2 separate regions of the Mus musculus genome follow, and region 1 is linked to region 2. Evidence: chromatin contacts called from public Hi-C data. All regions are on one chromosome and are shown on one strand. The core of a region is the stretch at or near the end of the contact, and the rest is flanking DNA. Distances in the headings are between cores, read along the strand shown. Region 1 has its middle 17 kb from the start of Eif4a3l1. Region 2 has its middle 21 kb from the start of Grin2b.

The links. Hi-C and Micro-C count contacts between places; a contact is called where the count stands out from the background.
Region 1: a contact with region 2 is called in a Hi-C map of cortical neurons, with 2.2 times the contacts expected there. The contact joins two enhancer-like sites. A contact is called at or near these places in 8 of 484 Hi-C or Micro-C datasets (cerebral cortex, cortical neurons, embryonic stem cells and 3 more).

The regions. Positions count from the first base shown.
Region 1 is chr6:136,342,386-136,346,649 of GRCm38.p6, forward strand. No RefSeq gene overlaps it. Among named protein-coding and RNA genes, the nearest start is that of Eif4a3l1, 17 kb to the left of the region's middle. Within about 2 kb of position 1,661, at least 17 of the 459 cell types and tissues checked have an H3K27ac peak or open chromatin away from gene starts, as enhancers often do. A contact at or near this core is called in cortical neurons, where this site is marked.
Region 2 is chr6:136,192,449-136,196,581 of GRCm38.p6, forward strand. No RefSeq gene overlaps it. Among named protein-coding and RNA genes, the nearest start is that of Grin2b, 21 kb to the left of the region's middle. Within about 2 kb of position 2,398, at least 4 of the 459 cell types and tissues checked have an H3K27ac peak or open chromatin away from gene starts, as enhancers often do. A contact at or near this core is called in cortical neurons, where this site is marked.

The DNA of each region.
Region 1 (4,264 bases), core at 411-2,910, 150 kb after region 2:
TGACCCTCCTGCCCCAGACTCTCTAGTGTTGGGATTACAAGCAAGCACCACCAGCCCCAGCTAATATTTCTTGATTAGTAGTTATGAGTGATCAGTTCTCTATGCCTGGTGCCCACCTTGAGGACCAACACATGACAGATGCCCAGTGTCTGTCCTCCTGATCTGACCAGTAACAACCACGGAGCATGTGCAGTTAGAAGTGAATTCTATAACAAATCTCCAAGACAGGGGCAGAAGGGGTACTAGAAGTGCCTGCCAATGTCCTGATTCATATGGATCTTTTCAATAACTTTACAGCTGCTCCAAGCTCTGGAGATCCAACCCTGGGCTTCACACAAGCTTGGCAAATCATCTTCCCCTGAGCTGCTCCCAAGCCCAGGAACTTTTGTTTCTTGATCAGCTCCTTATTCTCTGTCTGTAACTCTCAGTACCGGAAACTATGGAAGGAGCTTTGCTCCCGGGGGAAAAAAATAGAAGAGCCGTGAAGAGCTACTGGGGCTCCCACAGACTCCTGAGTTAGTTCCTAGGGATATTCAGTGCCTCTGGCCTCCATGGGTACCTGTGTGCACAACCCCCACACAGACATACAAGCATACATATAATTAAAAATAATAAAAATAGGCCAGGCAGTGGTGGCACATGGCTTTAATCCCAGCACTTGGGAGGCAGAGACAGGTGGATTTCTGAGTTCGAGGCCAGCCTGGTCTACAGAGTGAGTTCCAGGACAGCCAGGGCTATACAGAGAAACCTTGTCTTTTTCGACAATAATAATAATAATAATAATAATAATAATAATAAATACTTTTCAAAGTAAGGGTGAGAAACACAGGGGAAGACAAGATGTCAACCCATAGCTTCTGCAGACAAGTGTATACATATGGATGTGGACCTGTGCACACATTAAACACTTACAACACACACACACATACACACACACACACACACACACTTACAAAAAGTACAACTAGCCTGTCATAGACATATTTTACTGGCTGAACAGTCTCCCCACCCCCACCCCCTTTAATTTAATTTAATCTTGACTATGTAGCCCAGGCTGACCTCAGACTTATGGTTATCCTCCTGCCCCAGACCCACCAGTGCTGGGATTACAGACATGTGCGAACATGTCCAGCTAAGACTTCCTGACACCTCAGAAGGAGTGGGAGTTGTTGCCCCTGTCCGGGGCAGATCCACATCTTGCTACGGTATGGAAGATGTCTGAGGTACCACTGGATTTCAGGCCAAAGACAGCAGTGGGGAGGGGTGGGAATGGTTCCAGTCCTAACTCTACCTGCACTGGCTTGGGGACCTTGGCTGAGGGATTCTGATGTTTCTCCATCTGAAGAAAAGGAGTAAAACCCCTCTGATGTGGTTACCACCATCATTGCTGGAGAACAGGCCAGAGAGTTCACTAAAACCTTTCTCCCCCCCCCCTGCTCTAAGGCCTGACTAAGGTGACTTGTACAGTGAGGTATGCTACCTTGTTTGTTTAAAAAGAAAAAAAGAAGAAGAAGAAGAAAAAGGAAGAAAAGAAACTTAATTTCAAAGCTTCCTTATGGCAATCCTGTGACAGAAATAAAACCAGGCAGTTGTTGCTATGCAACGTCAGTAGCTTGCCGGGGACTAGATACATCTTTGCTGTTACTTATCTTTAGTTGGATCTTGAGTGATATTTTTCTGACTCCCCAGCATTAGCCTGTTCTCATTACGTAAAGGCACAGTGGAGAGGGAATGTCTGGGAGGAAGTCCTGCCCTGAGGTTCGCTGGGGTTCACTGTTCCTCCAAATCGGTTTCTGCGGCCTCTTCTCAGCTCTGGTTCTTCTTCCTTAATTGGTTTTTATTTTTCTCCTACTTTTCTTCACCGTGATTAAAATTAAGATTACAAGTGGATAGGTATGATGCAGGCCTGTAGTCCCAATACTCAGGATGCTGAGGCAGGAGAATTGTGGATTTCAAGCCAACATATGCTACAAAGCAAGAGCCTTACTTGAGAAATAAAAGTGTGGGTTCAGCAGCAGGCCCCACCACCAAGCCTGAAAACCGAAGTTCGATCCCCAGCACCCATGTGGCAAAAGGAGAACAAAACCAAGTTGTCCTCTGGCCACCACACAATAGCAAGAGGAGAGGGGGAGGAGGTGAGGAGAGGGGAGAGAAGAGATAGAATTGTAAAAATATGAAAATGATACTGATTTTCTTAGCCCTTTTGTTGATGGTGGCCTTCTTGGTCATGGATCAGATTAATGTATTCTCTTTTTCTCTTTTGAATGTTTGAGGGGGATTTTTTTAAAAAAAAAAAACACAGTCTTGCACGGTAGCCCTGTGGTGTCAGCCCACAATTTACTGAGGCTAAGGTGGGCCTTGCACATGTGTTGATCTTCCTGCTTCAGACTCTGAGATCACAGGCACGTGCCACCACACACAGCACAAGTTGTCTCTTTTCAAAATAATAAATGTGAGGCTTTGTCTAAAATTTGGAGCTTTGCAAGATGGCTCAGCAGGTTAAGGTAACCGCCTACCAAGGCTGCGGTCTGAATTTAACCCCCAAGACCCACAAGCTAGGAGAAACCTGCCTCTGATAACAGTTTCTCTGGCTACCCATGCCCCTGTCTCATACACAGTGAAATTCACTGTGACCGGCTGCGTTCTCTGTCCGTTCCTCAGACTTGTCACCTTTCAGCATACTCCTTCTTTTTCAAACATCTGCAACCAGGTTCATGGGTCCATCCTGCCCTGTCCCGTGTCCTTTCCCGTAGAGCTCCTGCTGGCTCTGCTCAGAGCCTACTGCCCTCCAAGCCAACTCTTCAGGGCGGGCCTGTGAATTCTAGCCCCACTGGCTGACGTGGAGGGGAAGGGCAGAGTATACAGTATGGCAGATGGCATTTGGGTTACTGGACCACAGCTTGGTTGTGAGACCAGGCCAGAGGGACAGCCTCAGGGCCAGGGAGCTGAGATGGGAGGGGACATCACTGAAGAAGGCAAGCTTGGTGCCAGGAGGAAGGACTTCCTGCTAGATTCAATAGCCTGACGCTCCTGTAGCAAGTCCACCTGATGGCCCTTCTGCCGGCCTCCTGCCAGTGTTTGAGAGGACTCCCTTGGCCATTAGCTCCCTCTGCTCTCCAGTACTGGCTGTATCACAAAGAAACAGAACTAGGAGGGCTGCCTAGAATGTGCGCTCTGGCTCTCAAAGCCCAACCCACAGCCCCAAACCTAGGAGAGCCTGGCTGCTCTGGCTACGCTACTCGACCCTCTTCCTGGGTTTTCCATATCTGTGTTCTTGTCCTCGCTCACATTTGCTGCTTTACCAGTGAGCTACGTTTCCAGCTTGGTGGTGGTGGTGGTGGTGGTGGTGGTGTTTTCTTTTCTCTCATTTGAAACATACTCTCATGCAGCCCAGGCTGGCCTCAAACTCGCTGTGTGGCTGAGAATGACCTTGAACATCCGACCCTCCAGCCTCCACCTGTGCTGGAACAGCATTGCAGGCACGTGCCACCATGCCTGGTTTGCACAGTGTTGGGGATTAAACTCTACAACCCTGCACATACTAAGGCAAGCACTTTACAAGCAGAGCTACAGCCTCAGCCTAGCTTGCTAGCTAATTAGGACAGTGTTCTGGGCCCCGCCTTGAGAAGGGGCCGTTTAAAAAGAGACTGATCTTGCAGCGTAATCCATGACATATAGGGTGAAGAAATGATTTTAATCTCAGAGAGAGGGCAAAGAAGATGGTTCTAGGGTCTGAGGATTGTGGGCAAATTGAACTCCCCCACCCCACCCCCACCCCCCCACCCCCACCCCACCCCCCCGCACCGAAAAGTGCAAGGTAAGCAAATTCCCATACCTCTCGTTGGTGTGTCTTGGTGCTGGTCTTCAACAAACACTCCTGTGTGGCAACATGGGTTAAGTACCCACTGTCCGCATATCTGGCACTGGACTAAGGGATATGAATACATATGGATATGCAGGCTCTCCCAGTCCCCGAAATACTTACAGACTCCTGGCAAGGCCAAATCTCACAGAAAGCAGAAGAAAGATAGAACTATGGGGAAATATCCTGAGAGAGATGGAGACAGACACACATTGAGATACACACAGAGAACATGATTAGTCCTCAAGGACTTTAGAGCTCTGTTTTTTTTTTTTTAAGATTTATTTATTTCATTTATATGAGTACACTGTAGCTGTCTTCAGACACACCAGAAGAGGGCATTGGACCCCATTAAGATGGTTGCGAGCCACCATGAGGTGGCTGGGAATTGAACTCAGGACC
Region 2 (4,133 bases), core at 1,148-3,647:
AGACATTTCCTCAAAATAAGGGTATTGGTCTTCTGCAATGCCCTCATTCCTAATGTCTTCTCGGAAGAGTCTCTGTTCCTCTTGCCTTTTGCCTCTTTTCTTCCCGGTCTGCAAACCTGGAAATTTACTATTACTTTCCTTAGATTCATTTATGTAAGAGTGGAGGAATACTCTTCCACATTTGCTATGCAGCATAGTTCTCTCCAGACATGCTGTCCTACTGTTCATTACATCATCGTACAGAAATGCTTGTCTCATCTTCTTTAGCCAATCATCTTAGAGAGAAAAACCTACCACCTTAACATACCTTTAGTCAACCTCACTACAGGTGCATGCCCTACACTGTACCTGTCACATTTGTTTTGGAATTTCCCCTGTAATATCCTAATTTTTAGATTTTTTTCTTTTACAAAATTAACTAAGGAAATACAGAAACTCATGTCATAAACCTGCAGCATCATAGATCATAGTCTACATTGCTATGAATCTTCAAGTCTTGGAGTGTTGATCGGTTCTACTTTTCCTTACGTCAAGGTTGCATGAATTATTCACTGGGCCAATATTATAGATATGAGGGCTAAACCTGGCATATAAGCACCATTTATACATCTGTGAAGTTGGTGAATATACCTTAGACAGTCAGCTCTTGCCATCCACAGAGTACATATCAAATTGCATATTATGTGCAATACTTTTCTGAATATTCAGGAACATAACACACACACACACACACACACACACACACACACTATGGATAAATGTACTAGCTGAAGGAGAACAGACCACATATGCTCTTTATGTATGGATACTTGATCTTAAGTTTGGTACAACCATTTGGGAAGGATTCGGAGGTGTGGCCTTGTAGAAATAGGTGTGACTGGATGAGGGGGGTTCCCTGTGTCTGTCTCTCTCCCTCATACTTGTGGATTAAGACATAAGCTCTCAGCTGCTCCTGTCAACACACCTTTGCTCTGCTATCATGGACTCTAACATTTTTATACTACAAGCTCAAATTAAATATTTTCTTTTATAAGTTGCTTTAGTCATGGTGTCTTATCACAGCAATAGAAAATTAACTGGAATACCAAGATCTCATTGGAAATAGAGAGCAATAATAATCCACTTTGTTCAGAAAAGGCCCATTGTCTTATAGTAGTTTTAAGTTTCTCTCTTTTCTCCAACAGGAACAGACACCAATCTCTTCCAAGTTAAGAGAACAACACAGTTTCTTGTTGGGGAAGTCCCTGCTGACCTATGAACTCTCGTCCCCATTATAGAAAAATACTGCATCAGAAAGTTTGCTGAAACAATATTTATGCCAGTATGGAATTCATTTCCCAATTAAACACATTACTCTCATGGGTTTAAGACTACAAGCTGTACAATAATAATTTCCGAAGATCATTTTCATTGCTGAAGTTCCATATGTAATTATATATATTAGATTAACAATAACAGTGGACTCTAAATTGCTTTTCCACCCTACAGACTCAACCCTATTCCTTGTGGCACACTATCCATGGCATCTCTCATTTAAAAATCTTTCAACTTTCTCATCACTGACAGGATTAATTCCGACAGGATCAGCATAGATGAAGCACGCGGTCTTATGAAGGATGCTGGCTGTTTGCTAAATCTTAGCAAAGTAGGGTTGAAGATACATTCTGTTAATTCCACGACAGTGGGAAAGGCTATACCACCCACATCCTCACATGGGCTATCCCATGGCTATAAAACAGATCTCATGGGACTGAGTGGAACTAGAACAGAGTCTATATGCATCCCCTGTCCGTCATTCACCCTATGAATAGATAATTGTTGCTTCCAGCATAATTTCTGCTTTTTGTGAAGGGTTAGTTCATGTTTCTGTTTAAGTCGTGATGCCCTTAACTCTATGCCCCATTGTATCTTAATCCTTTTAGCATCGCTGCCATTTAATATACTACAGATGCAAACCACATTAAATATATCTTGTGTGACATATGGACTACATCAGAATCACATGTCACAAAACCACACTTACATAGAATGACAAAAAGAAAATCAGTGGCTGAAGCCCTTAATTTCAGCCCAAAAGAGACAGGAAATGCCTGAAACAACCGAGCAATGGGCATGGACAATGTTTTGTTGACCTCCCTGTAATCAACTCTCTACTCCTTCAAGTTGTACTAATATTTACACATGTAAATTTTTCTTTAAAATGATGTTAATTAGCGAGCCACAAAACTCTTAACCCTCTCCAAATTGTGTTCCAAAATCACTTCCAAGACTCACTCTTTCCCTTCCACAGTTGGATGACTTTCCATTTTAGTGTTTCTTTTCTTAAATCAAACATATGCGAAGAACTATCACGTTCCAAGAGAGAACAGAATACCATAAAACCTCCTCTTATGCTCAAACTTTTGAATATTCAACGGCGTCTCTAAGATGACTCCTGCATGGGTGTATGTCAGGAAAGACACATAATGAGACCAATTCTATATTTTGCAGGGTTTGGGTTTTTGACATGTTAGCTTTCTTTCCTGTGCTCATTTCAGCAAGGCAGGAGGCAAAGGATCAGAGGAGACAGAGACCAGGGAGATGCAACTGAATAGAATAGAATGAGGTTCTCCCTGCTCACTCCTCCTCTGGACTCCACAGCTGCTGCTGGGTCCTGGAGTTTGTGACCATTTTTAGGGTGAAAGAGGCTCTCTCACCATCCCTCCACAAAGGAGCCATCCTTCCTCCTTTTTCATTGAAACCCATTTGTGGAAAACATGAAGAATTTTCAGCAAAAGCTTTCCAGAATGTTCTCTCTAAACTTCAACTCTTATCTTACTGTCAAGGTGGTAGCTTTGATCTAAAGTTCTTATAGAGAGACCATTAGGAATCACATGTAGATCCAGAGTCATCTTAGAGGATAAAGGTTTTATTCTTAATGAAAGGGGTATAAATGTGTCCTTGGAGGATGGGAAATATCCCTGGTCTTACCAGGGAAAATAGCTGTATTCATACTGTCAAATATTCAGTTCTTACGCAGGCTCAATAGCAGTCCAAAAGCTGTCTCTCAAAAGGACAATATTTGATGATGGGCAATACAGATGATTGTAGAACCTGTCTCCAAAATTCCAAGGTCTCTTCTGTGATTCACCTCTTGGAGCACGCCAAAGGCTCCAAACAGTATTCCTCTCCCTCTGACACCTCGAATACTATCAGGTCTACTGGATCATATGGCTCAAGTGGTAGAGCAGCCTGCACAGTAGCCTGGATGTGTTGAAGATCATTCTTTTGTTCCAGGCTCCACAAAAAGCTAGCAGCTTTCTGAGTTACTTGGTGTATGGGCTGTAGTAACACCCAAGTAGAAAACATACTATTGCCAAAATCCAAGTAAGCCCACTAAACATTTGCTTCTTTCTTGGTGGTGATAGTGGCCAGATAAAATAATTTATTCTTCACCTTAGAGGGAATATCTTTGCATGCCTCACAGCACGAGACTCCTAGGAATTTCGCTGAAGTAGAAGGCCCTTCAATTATTTTCCCCATTCTCTAATGCACATATATGTTACTAACAAGTCCAAAGGGGTTGCTAACTCCTACTCACTTGTTCCAACCAGCATAATGTTAATACCGTGAATCATTTGATATTTTATGGAAAATCAAGATCCCTTTATGATACAATTAATATATCCTTGAGGTAAAATTGTAAATACTACTGACCTTGACAACTGAAAGCAAATTGCCTCCGATGGTTCCTATGGATGGGTACTGAGAAAAAGACATTTTGCTGATCAACAGCTACCTACCATGTACCAAGATAAGAGTTTATCTGCTCAAATAAGGACAACACATCTGGTCCAGCAGCTGCAGTCAAAGTCAGCTGTCATTCTCTACAATCCATCTGTCTTCTGCACTGGCCAGTTAGGAGACTTAAATGGAGACGTGGTGAGAACCGTGACCTCTGTATCTTTCAGGTCCTTGCTGGTAGCTCTAATTGCTGCAGTTCCTTCAGGAACACAATATTGTTTTGATTCACTACTTTCCATGGCAGAGGCAATGCTAAAGGCTTCCATTTTACCTTTCCAACCATAATAGCCCTCATTCCATAATTCAGAGAACCAATCTGAGAATTCTGCCAACTTCTAAGAATATCTCAA